2 separate regions of the Rattus norvegicus genome follow, and region 1 is linked to region 2. The links are chromatin contacts, called in public Hi-C maps. All regions are on one chromosome and are shown on one strand. Each heading gives the region's core, a stretch centred on a gene start, on an enhancer-like site or on the middle of the called end of the contact. The rest is flanking DNA. Distances are from core to core; before and after follow the strand shown.

Region 1 (6,321 bases), core at 862-3,361, 150 kb before region 2:
CTTGTCACCAAATGAAACCTCCAGTGCCAGTCTGGGTAACGGTTAATTGAGTTGTTGGACAAACCCCGTGGAAACCCTCAAATGATCTGGGCTATTGACAAGGCAAATGGTTTCTCACACACACACACACACACACACACACACACACACACACACACACACACAATGATGTCCCTGCTGCTGGAGACAACACCTACATAACTCACTGAGCACAGAGAAGTCAAGCTGATACCCATCTGGAACCTTCTTCACCCCTGCTGACTGGTGTGCCTGGTTCTGGAGGTGACTCTGCACACTACCAAAGGAGACGGGTAAACACCAGGTGCTTATCGTGCTAACCAACCAACATTTGATTGGATTTAAGGCCCACTCCATGCGATAGAACTCATGCCCAATGCGACAACTGGAGACGAGGTAACCCAGGGACCTAGGGTAAAACCAAATAGTGCTTTAAAAATATGTAGCAGTAAAATGACTCCCAATAACATTCCGCCATGCTCATGGACCAGTGCCTCAGTTGGCTGCTGTGGGGAAACTGTGGAAGAGGAAAGAGAAAGAGTTTAAGATCCAGAGGGAGGGAGGATACCATGGCCACAAGACCTTCCAGGCGCAACAGGACAGATAGGTGCATGTATGAACTCACAGAGACTGATGCTACACCAGCACGGAGCGGGAAGTAGACACACGCTCCCATCCCTGACCCAGAGGCTCTCTCCAGCTGATATCCCCCCACAAAGGACAGCTTAAGTGTTCTCCAGGGGGGGCTCACCCGACATACAAACCACTCTTAAGCCCCAAGCCCAGCAATAGACAGCCAACATAAAACGACTACAGTGGGATTTCTGGATTTGTTTTTGTCTTATATTGCTTTGTCTGGGCTTTTAGGTCTTTTGCTTCTATATTATGTTCTCTGGTTGTGTGTTTTATATTTCTCTCTGTGTGAATATGTCTCCGTGTCTGTATGTGTTTCTTTGTGCTTTTTCTTTTCTTTTTTCTTTTTTTTTCTTTTGGTTTTTTGTTTTGCTTATTTATTTGTTTATCTAGATAGATAGCTGTTTGTTTTCTACTAAGGAAAAAGGAAAGAAAGGGGGGAAGGGGGCTGGGGATTTAGCTCAGTGGTAGAGCGCTTACCTAGGAAGCGCAAGGCCCTGGGTTCAGTCCCCAGCTCCGAAAAAAAGAACCAAAGAAAAGAAAAAAAAAAAAAAAAAGAAAGAAAGAAAGAAAGAAAGAAAGAAAGAAAGAAAGGCCGTGAACTTTGGTTAGTGAGAAAACAGGGAGAATCTAGGAGGAGTTGGGGGTGTGAGAAACCATGATCAGAATTTAAAAAATAATAATACATTACATTCTTTTTTTTTTTTTAAAACTCCACCAGGGGAGAACCAGAGCACAGTTGAAGAAGAAAAAGAAAACAATAAGTTTCGCATTAGTTGTGATCAGCAAGCTTACTAGAGAAATATTTGGTTACATGGGAATAAGAAACCGTGAGAAAGTGTCCCGGCCTGGGACAGCAGAGATAACACTGCTCCACTGACTGACTTCCGCTCTGCGAACCTGCTTGTCCTTCCTCTTCTCCCCGCCAACACCTGTTTGCTCAACTTCCGCTCTGCGAACCTGCTTGTCCTTCCTCTTCTCCCCGCCAACACCTGTTTGCTCACCGCAAGACTGTCTTAACTAGAAACCTGTCCATTTCACAACGCCTGCCGTGGCACAGGACGTCCACTTGGCCACCTGGGCGCGCTCATTCACATGCCCTCGCTGAGCTGCCACTTGGCGAGCCGCGCATGCCTTGTCTCACACACCTGCCTTGCCCCAGCCCTGGAACATGGTGGCCCCGGGCAGACCTGTTCGACGCTTGCCCCACGCCAGCACTTGGAAGTCTGTGCATGCTCGTTTGCCTGCCTGCCGTATCCCAGAGTCACCAAGTGGTGTCCTGGTCACACCAGTTTGAAGGCCTTCCTTGTCCCTGGATTGCCATGTGGAAGATTGGGCATGGCTCTTTGCACTCAGACCCTGCTATGGCAATTGGCGTCTTGATTAGGGAATGCTGTGTTCCGGCATTTTGACATGCCTATTTCGCGCACATGCTATTTCCCAGAGCTGCCACACGGTGGCACTGTTCCAGCGCCTACACATGGCAGAGTAGGCATGCTTGGTCACAAGCCTGTCACGTTCCTGTACTACCATTGGGTGGCCTAGACATGCCTGTTCTGAGCTTGGTTAACTGAGGGGTGGGGGGAGAGAGGTGGGCAGTGGGCAGTGGGCGGTGGGGGATGGGTGAATTATGGCCACAAATGTGCCTTATCCAAGCGCCACCTCATGGTGGTCTGGGTACACATATTCATCTGTTTGCCATGTCCTAGTACCTTCATGTGGTGGCTTCAGCAAGCCTGTCCTCACTTGCCAGGGTCACACCATCATCATGTCATATCCCGGGCATGACAGTTACATGCCCAGGGTTATCAGACGCCTGCTGTGTCCCAGGGCCACCACACGGCAGCCTGGACATGCCTGTTCACACATGTTCACCGTATCCCAGCATCACCAACCATGCAGCCTGGTCTCACCTGTTTGGATGCAGCTGTGTTCAAGCAATGCCAAGCAGTGGCCTGAGCATGCCTGCTTGTGTGCATGACATGTACCAGCAAGGCCACATGGCTGCCTGGCCACACCAGTTTGCGTGATTTCTGTGTCCTGGCACCAGCACGTGGCCGCCTGGGAATACCTGCTCACACACCTGCTATTTCCCAGGGCATTACGGTTTGCTCACACTTCTTTTGCATGCCTACCGTGTTCCGGGGCCTCCATGTGGCTGCCTGGACGTGCCTGATCAGACGTATGTGCTGGAACCAGCACTACCTGGGCTTGCCTGTTCATGTGCCTGTACGTTCCAGTGCCAACACGTAACAGCCTGTGCTCACCTGTCTGTACATGATCGTATCCCAGAGCCTCAAACCACCAACCCAAGCACACCTACAGTCTCAGTGCTGCCAGCGGGACACAGCGGCTTCCACCTCTGCTGTGTCCCAGCACTGTCGTGGAGTGGCTTGGGCGCACACGTCTGCACACCTACCGTATCCCAGGACTGCCAAGTGGTGGCCTGGGTGTGCCTGTTCTCACCTGCCACATCTCTAGGCAGCTGCAGGGTATACACATACTGTGTCCCTACGCCATCGCGTGACGGCCTGAGCTCTCCTGTTGATGCACATACTGTGTCCCTACGCCATTGTGTGATGGCCTGAGCTCTCCTATTCATGCACATACCGTGTCCTGGGGAATGGAAGGAGTGTTCAACAGTCACGCCCAGGGCTGCCACATGGTGGCCTAAACTCCCTCACAGCCCAGGGCAGCCATACGGCAGGCTTGTCACTTGGTGGTGGAGTGTTGCCTGTTTGCCTGCAAACCTGTCCCAGCGCCAGCACTTATCAGCCTGGCCGTGCCTCTTATTTGCCTGGTAACATCTGTTCACACCTGCTGTCGTGCCTGCTATGTTCCAGTGCCACCAACCTCCTGGCCTGGGCACACCTATTTGCACACTTGCCAGGTCCGACAACCACCACTCGGCAGCCTGGGGCGTACCTGTTTGCGTGATTTTCCTGCGTGGGCAATGGGACATTGTGGCCTGGGCATGTCCACATGCCTGCCATGTCCTGGGACCTTCAAGTGGTGGCCTGGCCACACAGTTCACAGTTCTGCTGTGTCCCAGAGCCACCATGTGCTGGCCTGAGCTCTCCGAGTCTCACATGTGTGGGGTCCCAGTGGTGCCTACGGGCTGCCTGGTTCCACCTCTTTGGACCCAATCTGTGTCCCACTGACACCAGAGGGCAAGCTTGGTCATGCCTGATTGCATTTGCCGGTTCCCAGAGCTGCTATGTGGTGACCTGAGCATACCTGTTCACATGTAGTCCATGTCCCAACACTACCCCAAGGCATCCTAGGCCTAGGTATGATGGAGTTTGTGAAAGAGAGGGAGATTGGACTGGTGTGGGCTTTTGAAGCCTCAGCGTGCCCTCCACCCAGTGACACAGCCCCTCCAACAAGGCCACACCTCCTAATGGCTCCCAAACATGGTCACTAATTGGGAGCCAAATACTCAAATATATGAGCTTACAGGGGTCTTTTCATTTAAATCACCACACCTAACTATAACAGGGCTATAAATTGTATGTGTGTATGTGTGTGTATCTACACATATAATCCTAATTACGACAAAGCTAGGAAAAAATGTGTGTGTGTGAAAAGTTACACACAGCTTTCTAATTATGGCAGGGATAGGAAATGCATGTGTGTGAAACTGCACATACAGGACTACCTATGATGGGGCGAGGAAACACATGTATGTGAATCTCCACATAAACACCTGCCTCTACTAGAGCCTTGGGAGTATATGTGTAAGACTGCACAGACAGGCCTCGCTGTGGCAGAGAGAGGGATACATGCATGAGAATCTGCTGCTCCTGTTATGTGACAAGATTGTCCCTGCAGAGGTACGACACACCCCTCTACTCACCCAGTGGGAGAAGGCTGGGAGCCCAAGATAGACCGAAGCACAGAGACCATCAGAGTCCAATTTGGTGAACTTATGAGTTGTATTTTCAGGAATATGGGTGAGGGGTTACTTAGAGGGGCAGAAGTGACTCAAAGACACCTACGCCACCAAAGCCCACCTCGGCATTGATGACAGCTCACCAAAGCTGAGATGACTGCATGGTTTGGTGTTACCAAGGTCTTTATGCTTCATAACCCATCTGTACCCCTACACCAGAGGTGTGGGCATGTGCATAAGATGTGGACACACACACACAATGCTGAAGCAAATGGGCATCGGGGGCTAACACCTGACTGTGGCTTTGTGTTCTGATTCAAGTCAAGAAGACCTGAAAAATTGATTTCCCCTCCTCACGAGTCTCTTGTAAAAGATAGATTAAGACGAAAGTTCCTCATTCTCTTTCAATGCCATGTTTTTTCGTGTGCTCTTTAACTGGGTAAATGACATCAAGGATTAGTCCCATCTCTCTCCCTTGGAGTTGCCTCAGATCACCACCACAGTCCACGGCGGAACCATTTTCATTGACGGTGAAACATACTCTACCGGATATCGTAACAGACACTTCTGCTCCAGTGCACACTGATCGATCCAAAGCTTGTCACCCAAACACTGGTGTCATCTTCTCTCAGCTTTCACGAAAGTGGATCTGTGCAGTTCATAGTCTTTCGTCTCCAGAGTATTTCACTTAGCACGATCATTTGAAAATGCTCTGCACGGGTTAGTACTTTATTTGCTCACTACTTTCTATCACTGTATTGCTCCGTTGTATCCCATTGTATGGGCAAACAGTAATTACTTCTTCTCTGGCCGATTGGCACTTGGAGTATTCCCAGTTCTAAATTATTAAGAATATATTTGCAGAGAGAGAGAGAGAGAGAGAGAGAGAGAGAGAGAGAGAGAGAGAGAGAGAGAGAGAGAGAGATTGCACATCATTTTAGATGAAAAATTCTCTGGCTTTTCAAACCAAAGGTGGGAGGAGGGAAAGGAGGAGGGAGGGATGAGGGGGGAAGGAGGGAGGGAGGAGGGAGGGGAGGAGGGAGAGAGGCAGGTGAAATATCAAAAGATCACCGTTTGGAGCCAGACGGGGATGGGTTTGAAGCCCAGCTCTGCTTATCTGCTTACTTATCATCCTCCGGGATCAGTGAGTGTGGTTTTTCTGTGTGTTAGTTCTTTTTTGTTTTTAAAATGAGGATACTACCACACAGGGTAATTGAGAAGATTAAATTCTATGACGTCACCAACATAAAATGCCCAACAAAGCAAGTGGTGACTCTCCTGTCTCTTCACCACTCGCCGTGGAGAAGCCTTCAGCCCGTGGACCAGACATCTACCAAGAATTTCCAGTGAATGTCACTGAGGGCTGCTCGCAAGACAAGGACAGTTTAGTTTGTGTGTATCATCTACTTCAAACCGCGCTCTTCCAGTATTTTGGTTATGTTGAGTCGTGTGCTAAGGAATGTTTAAGAATTATCGACCTTTCATAGCTCTCAAATATTTAAGTTCATCTTTATCTTTGATGGAGATATTAAGTAATAGGAAAAGAACTTTGAGTCTGAAGACTGATTAACTATGGAAAGTCGCCATTAGCTGACATCTAGAAGTGTCTGTATAAGCAGGCTCACTAGTTTTGAAAGTAGAGCTTCTGAGATTTTTCTTCATGCGGTAGACATCTATAGAAAGGGCAGCAGCTTGTGGGAGCCCCGAGCTACAGAGCTTAAAGGCCAGTCCTGTCAATCATCCCTTTGTGGGAGTCGCAGGAAAAAGATACCCAAGCA
Region 2 (6,924 bases), core at 684-3,183:
AACAATTATGTTCCAAATGTGATGGGTTTATTTTACTCTGATGCAAACCAAAGGTCTCACTAGAGCAGAGACTGATGTAACAAAAGGTCATGGAAAGTGGAGTTGGGACATGCAGGACTCGATGTACAGACCGGGCAGATCACTTCCTTTAACGTGACACTACGTTGTTGCTGAGGAACATATTTAAATTAACTCTGCAGAACTCAACTGAAATGTGGCACAAACATGACAATTTCCAGGCATTGCCTTCAAGGAACTCCCACTGGATGGATCTGTAATCTCTAGACTTCGGTGTGGGAAGAATTACAATTCTTTGGAAGAATAAAAAGTTCACTTTTGAAATTTCACAGAATTTTAAGGCCAAAACATAGTGGGTTCATTTCTCTTCATTTCCAGGGACAATTGATACTCTACTCAAAACCCCATTAAGCTTCCAGTTCAAATCCCAAGCCAACCTTGTGGCCTCCTGCATTGAAGTTCTTTCCATCCACTAAAGCTGACAGGGTCAGTTTGACTCCTAAGGAGAAGAAAACACCATAATTACTTGTACCTAGTACTATACTCAGACCTAAATTTTCTAGAAATAATGGATCTAAGTGAATAGGATAGAGTACAGGTAGGCGTAAGCTAGACTGAAATGGCCCAGTTGTCTAGGCTGACTGATGCATGATGACTACTTGGAGTTCAATATTTAGAATAATGAGGGATGAGCCAAGTTCAAAAGCTAGTGATTAATCATAGTTCTCAACTAATTAGAAATTTACATTATAGTTAGAAATCACAGTTAGAAACTTATAACAAAAGCACCTGCTCTCTTCTACTTTGTAAAGTACGCAAAGCTATCACAGAAAGCCTGAGTTAACCCATAGTGATTATTTTAGTGGTGGCAAAGATTATTCTTTTCGGAACTTTCTGTCCTGGCCCTCCACTAACTAATGCCTTTTACTTACCCGGTCGGAGACTCTGCGTATAACCCAGTCCAATTAAACTGGCATTGTTTACTTTGGCCTAAGATTAAGAGATGAAGAAGCAGCAGTTAGAAAACAAGTTCACAACGTGCCAGTTCAATGCAGAAACTACTTCATGTACAAGGTTTCTAAAGCTAAAAGTAACCGGACAAACTTAGAAGTATTAACACTGAAAAAATAAAAAGATCAAGAGGACTGATGGGAATTGTGGGTAATAAAAATGTATGCTTTAACGTTCTTGAAAGATTTTTCAAGCACACTGTGTTACCAAACATCTCTATAAATGAATTTCTTGTTTTAAGACAGAGACTCTCTTCAGAGCCCTGACTATCCTGGAGAAAACATAGAGGTCTGCCAGGCTCTGCCTCCCTAGTGCTGGGATTACAGGCATGGAGCACCATGCCTGACCTATAATAAATTCCTGAAGATGCCAGTTTAAACCTCGGACAATGATGAAGCAGTTAGAGTTTATGACAACATGACCTCAGGTGTCATAAGGCAGATCTGGATTCCTAGTCTGACACTGCCGCTTAGTAGGACCCTGACTTAGTTTCCAGGTTGTGAAACAGAAAGAAGGATACTGCCTTTCACCACACTAAACAGTTATGAGACTTACATGGGGTAATACAAGTAAAGCCTTACACCTAAGGGCTCAATTTCTGTTAGTGTTACTACTCTAAGAAACTACTAGTAGTAAAAATAGTAATCTACTCCCATGAATTTACACGTAAGAATATATTGAGGTCAAGGCCACACAGCAGCTGAGAAATCAGAACTCGAACCCAAACTTCCTGCCTTAGATATAATGACCTTTTCACCGCAGCAGTGAGGCCATGCGGTTAATAAAGAGCATGCAAACTACGACGGTACTACAGCACTCATTTACAAGCAGGGTCCAATCTGACAGCACTCACAGACAGAGAAGTTCTACAATCCAGCCTATACTTAGCAGCGATGCCAAAACGAGTGTTGTTGCTGCCAGCTGTCCATGCCAGGTTTATTGATGTTTCGATCTTCTCATTAACTCTCTGGTAGATGGAGCCTCCAAATTCAGTGCCATCGTTTCTGTTTTCATGGTATGAAAAACAAGTAAGACTCATTCATTTACTGCTAAGATGTAGGAACAAATGCGATTTTGCAACTATGAAGTCTAGCAAATTTCTAGTACAAATGACTATTACACAAGACAAAACTAAAGTATGTAAGAAACCAGTTAAAGCACAGGAGCTCCTGACTGATTTGCTTGGCTCTTCAATGTAATAAAAATTTTTAAGACAGAATTCAACTATGCTCAACGGCAAGCACCTCAGGTAAATATGTAATCTATAGGTATCTTTCATAAAATTTAGAAACTATAACCTCTAAGTCGCTCTCATAGGATCTAGGTCCATAAATACTGCAAAGAGAGATAAACGGAGGAATAAAGACAATACTAGCTTTACTTCCTGTGCACCCAGAGTGAGAACACTTTACAATGTCTAGACTCTTTGACGCATACAACAGTGTTTGAAGACCACTTTCTACACTGAGTGTACTGAGGTATTAGAGCAATACCTCAGGAACACACAGCTCGCTCCTGCCTATGACCTCAGCACTGCAAAGTGTGGGCAAGAGGATCAGCTCAAGGTCAGTCAAGGCTAACGTGAGTTTGAGGGCAGCCTGATCTACATAAGATCTTGTCTTAAAACACCGAAACCTAACTATATTGTAAATACAAGTTGAGGATGACTCAGCCAACACTGAAACCCAGGATTACCTTGCGATCCCTATTACTTCTGGATGCAACAGAGGTACTAACGAGGCTCTAACCAAAGACATGAAAATCTCCAGACACAATTACCAGAGTAGTTCTAGTTCGCTCAAATTATTTGGTGGTTGTTCTTAGTGTTCCAAACATGTTTCCAGATACAGTCAAAAGAAGTCAAAAGTAACAGTGAAGTAAGTATATACATGCTCTGTGGGGTCTGCACTCAGTGGTTTACAGATGCTAAAACATCCCACGGTTTGGGGTGAGAGCTGACAGCAGAAACAAACAGCAGCACAGCCCGACACACTCGTGTGCAGACTTCCTGACCGTGCAGCAGGACTGAGACTGTGCAGCAGAACTGGCGCCCACCAAACAGTATTACATCGCTTTTAACTTAGCATTAAAAACCCCCACCTCTCAGAGCAATGACACTGGCACTAAAGACAGAATGAACACTTACACATGAGTATGCAGTTGGAAGTCTTCAGCCTTGTAACCAAGAGCAAAATTATTCTGACACAGTTTGGATTTGGCTGTGTCAAAACTCATCTGGTAGCCAGCAAGCCAACCTTCAAAGGCCAACACGGCCCAGCCATAGATGGTCGGTCCAGAAAAATCTATGTCAACGTTACTGCCCACACTAAAACAATCCCGTCTATAGGAGGCCTTTAATTTCCCACTCTTCTTCCTGTAAAAACAAACAACATAAGAACCATGAGTTCACATTTCCAGTGAGGTGTAAAGTCAGACCCTCCCCAAAGTAGATGGCATAATGTGTGGTTAAAAGGCTACAAGTGAGGGGTTGGGGATTTAGCTCAGTGGTAGAGCGCTTGCCCTGGGTTCAGTCCTCAGCTCCGAAAAAAAGAAAAAAGAAAAAAAAATGCTGCAAGTGACTTAGCTCCACAACTGTTAGGATTCATCTCTGTCAGTGGGGACTGAGAGACACACGCCTTTAACCCAGCACTTTAATCCTAGGAGGTACAGTGAGGTGGAGCTCTGAGCTCCAGGAGAGGCCAGGGCTACACAAAAAAAACTCTACTCAAAAAACCAACAAACAAAGTTCACACACACACACACACACACACACACACACACACACACACACACACACAGAAATGTGTATGTCATTATATAAAATAACAGAGCATTTCATGATTGACTCTGTAAGGCATGAATGAGCATATCAACAGACACTGTTAGAGAGGAAAGCGTTCTGTTGCTCTCTGCTGCACAGCAGGTACAACATAAAGTACACATCTCAAAAACAAATGCAGGGGCTGGAGAGATGGCTCAGTGGTTAGGAGCACTGACTGCTTTTCCAGAGGTCCTGAGTTCAAATCCCAGCAACCACATGGTGGCTCACAACCATCCGTAATGAGATCTGATGCACTCTGCATCTGTGTCTGAAAACAGCTACAGTGTACTTATAATAAATAAACAAACAAATAAGTCTTTAAAAAAAAAAAAAAAACAAATGCAATGATTTAAATTTGCTTTCAACTCAAAGAAATGATGTTTGAGGTGACAGATATACGTACCCTACTTGATTATACAATATATACACATATTCAAACACCACACAGAGCGCCACAGATACAAACATTTGTCAAAAAATATAAAGTCGGGGTTGGGGATTTAGCTCAGTGGTAGAGCGCTTGCCTAGGAAGCGCAAGGCCCTGGGTTCAGTCCCCAGCTCCGAAAAAAAGAACCAAAAAAAAAAAAAAAATATATATATATATATATATATATTCCATAAGTAGTATGATATTTAAGTGCCAAATTAATAATATGTTGACACGTGAGAAATAAATGATCTTCAAGTATTTTCAAGTGCTAAAATGTTACATCAAAACGAATAACTAACCTGTTAGGAGAAATGCACAAGTTTGTTGCTTGTTTTAGACAGGTTCTCACTGTAGCCCTGGCTGGCCTGGAACTACAGAGATCTGCCCGCCCGCCTTCATAGTGCTGGGATTAAAGGCGTGCACCAACACACCCGGTCACAATATATTTTTAATAGCAATGCTGAACATTCAGAATTAGTTTTGCCTTACAAGTCTTTTAAGAGATTATTTATTCTAAACATAATTAAGGCATGTGACAGGGAGGACAGACCCCTTGTCACAGCTACAACCAAATTTCACTGTGCATTTATCTAGCCTCCCTGCCTTCGGACTGCAGAGAGCAGGTTAAGCAGATAAGAAATGAAACAAGGGCAAACAGACTAAGCCTGAGGACTTCCAAGGCTCAGAAACCAAGACGGCAGCACAACAAGCACCCCGTTCGTTCTCTTACACTCTTAGATTACACTCTTGCCAGTCTCATCCGTCTTCAGGATACAGATGACTAGCGTCTCAGGCCCTTCTAATTCCTAATGGCATAGATGTGCCTGTTTTAATTTCCTTTTAGTGTACATGTTATGCTGCCTTGAGGATAAAGACACAAGAATTCTAGCATTGCTAAAACAACCTCCCCTTTCTCCCTGCTCCTACAGAAAAAAATGGGTTTGGATAATTACCCTGTGTTTGGTACAAATATGGTATCAACCGTCAGTTTCAACCCTTCAGCCAACTGTAAAACAAAAATTTGTCAATTAACAATTAATTTTTAATTCTTTAACTCAAAACACCAATGCTAAGGCTCCTTCCCACGTCCTTTAATAACAAAGTCATTAAAGAAAGCCAGATAGTAAATTATATAATAAATTACCTCCCCCATCTTTTCTTTCTTTCTTTTTTTCCAAGACAAGGTTTCTCTGTTTAGCCCTGGCTCCCTCTGTAAATCAGGTTAGCCTTGAACTCAGACCTCCCTGTCTCCCACTCCACACACCCACCCCAGTGCATTGGGATTAGAGGTGCACACCACCACTCCCAGCTTTTACCTCCCACCTTTCTTTCTCCCCTTAACCCTCTTCCCCTCAAACCCAGCCCTCAGTTCTCTCATCAAAATATAAATGAAGCTGGTTATGGTGGCAAGCCCCTATCGTCCCAGCTCCTCAGGAGGCTGAGGCAGAAAACCTTAAGCCCAGAAGTTTACAGTCAGCCTAGGTGACATAATGAGAACACCATCTCAAAACCTTTAAACATTAAATGTAACAAGCCAAATCCTGATTAAATAACCAAAATTACTGATGAAAATTGTTCCAATGTAACAAAATAATCTTGTTGTTCTCCTGAAATGACTATAAGATAACCTGACGTTACTAGAAACAACTTCGTCAGCTATACCATTCCATATGTGCTAATATAGATGCACCTTGAAAACTCAGCTGGGCACGGTGGCACACTCCTGTAATCTCTGCACCACTTGGAACGTACGGGCACCAAAGTCAGGAGTTCAAGGTTAACTTCAAAGAAAGTCTGAGGCTCGCCTGGACTACAAGAGATCCATTCTCCAAAAGAAAATTACAGTACCCTGAAGACAGTGAGTGTCTTGACAAAAATCAGCTAATCAACTTTCTCCTTGAAACATTTCTGCACAGATGATTTTGTAGATTACAAAAGTAATCTAAATTAGAAAGTCTGCTCTATTTAGGAAAGGACTGACTGTGTAACATAATTAACTAATCAGAACAAAGATACAGTGCAGGTTCCTAGAAAAGTTAAGACACACCAAGAAAGGAAATAAAAATGCAAAAATGCTCTATAAAAAAGAAAAAAAGAAAGAGAAAGAAAGAAAGAAAGAAAGAGAGAAAGAAAGAAGGAAAGAAAACATGTTAAAATCCCACTCAGATTCTATTTTGTGTCTGTTCAATTTTTTGACAATTATTTTTATTGTTTTTGCTCATGTATTCAGGTGCACTTGTGCAGGTACTGGTGAGGGTAGGAGGTATTAGATCCCCCTGGAGCTGGAGTTATGGGTGGCTGTGAGCACAAGGCACTGAGAATTGAACTCAGGTCCTCTGTAAGAGCAGAGTTTGCTCTTAACAGCTCAGCCATCTCTCCAGTCCTAGTTATTATTTTTATAATGACATTATGAGTTATTAAACCTACAAATAACTTCTAGTGCCTTTTCTTACCTTATTCTCCCAAGAGATTTCTGTCCCAAGAGTATTGTCTGTATTCCACTTTTGGGTGAAGATGAGCCCGTAGTTACAGACCTTATATTTGGTCTCTAGGTTGCCTGATGCTTTCCCTGTATCAGTATAAGCATGACCAGAAGTAGAAAATTCCTTTTAAAAAAAGAAAAAATAATTATTTTAAAATGATT

What was found. A called contact is a pair of places that touch in the nucleus more often than the background predicts.
Region 1: a Hi-C map of liver shows a contact between it and region 2, with 4 times the contacts expected there. The contact joins two enhancer-like sites. A contact is called at or near these places in 12 of 12 Hi-C or Micro-C datasets (the A7r5 cell line, the Rat2 cell line, Schwann cells and 7 more) and 1 of 1 datasets of contacts at active chromatin or transcription factors (oligodendrocytes).

Annotation. Positions count from the first base shown.
Region 1 is chr16:76,294,046-76,300,366 of GRCr8, reverse strand. No RefSeq gene overlaps it. Among named protein-coding and RNA genes, the nearest start is that of Mrps31, 27 kb to the left of the region's middle. Within about 2 kb of position 2,111, at least 33 of the 93 cell types and tissues checked have an H3K27ac peak or open chromatin away from gene starts, as enhancers often do. A contact at or near this core is called in liver, where this site is marked.
Region 2 is chr16:76,147,015-76,153,938 of GRCr8, reverse strand. It overlaps Vdac3 (voltage-dependent anion channel 3), which reads right to left. Exons shown (of 9, transcript NM_031355.2): 4 at 6,734-6,886; 5 at 5,234-5,286; 6 at 3,176-3,403; 7 at 1,883-2,033; 8 at 951-1,008; 9 at 6-517. The coding sequence ends at 426. Among named protein-coding and RNA genes, the nearest start is that of Vdac3l1, 12 kb to the right of the region's middle. Within about 2 kb of position 1,933, at least 1 of the 93 cell types and tissues checked has an H3K27ac peak or open chromatin away from gene starts, as enhancers often do. A contact at or near this core is called in liver, where this site is marked.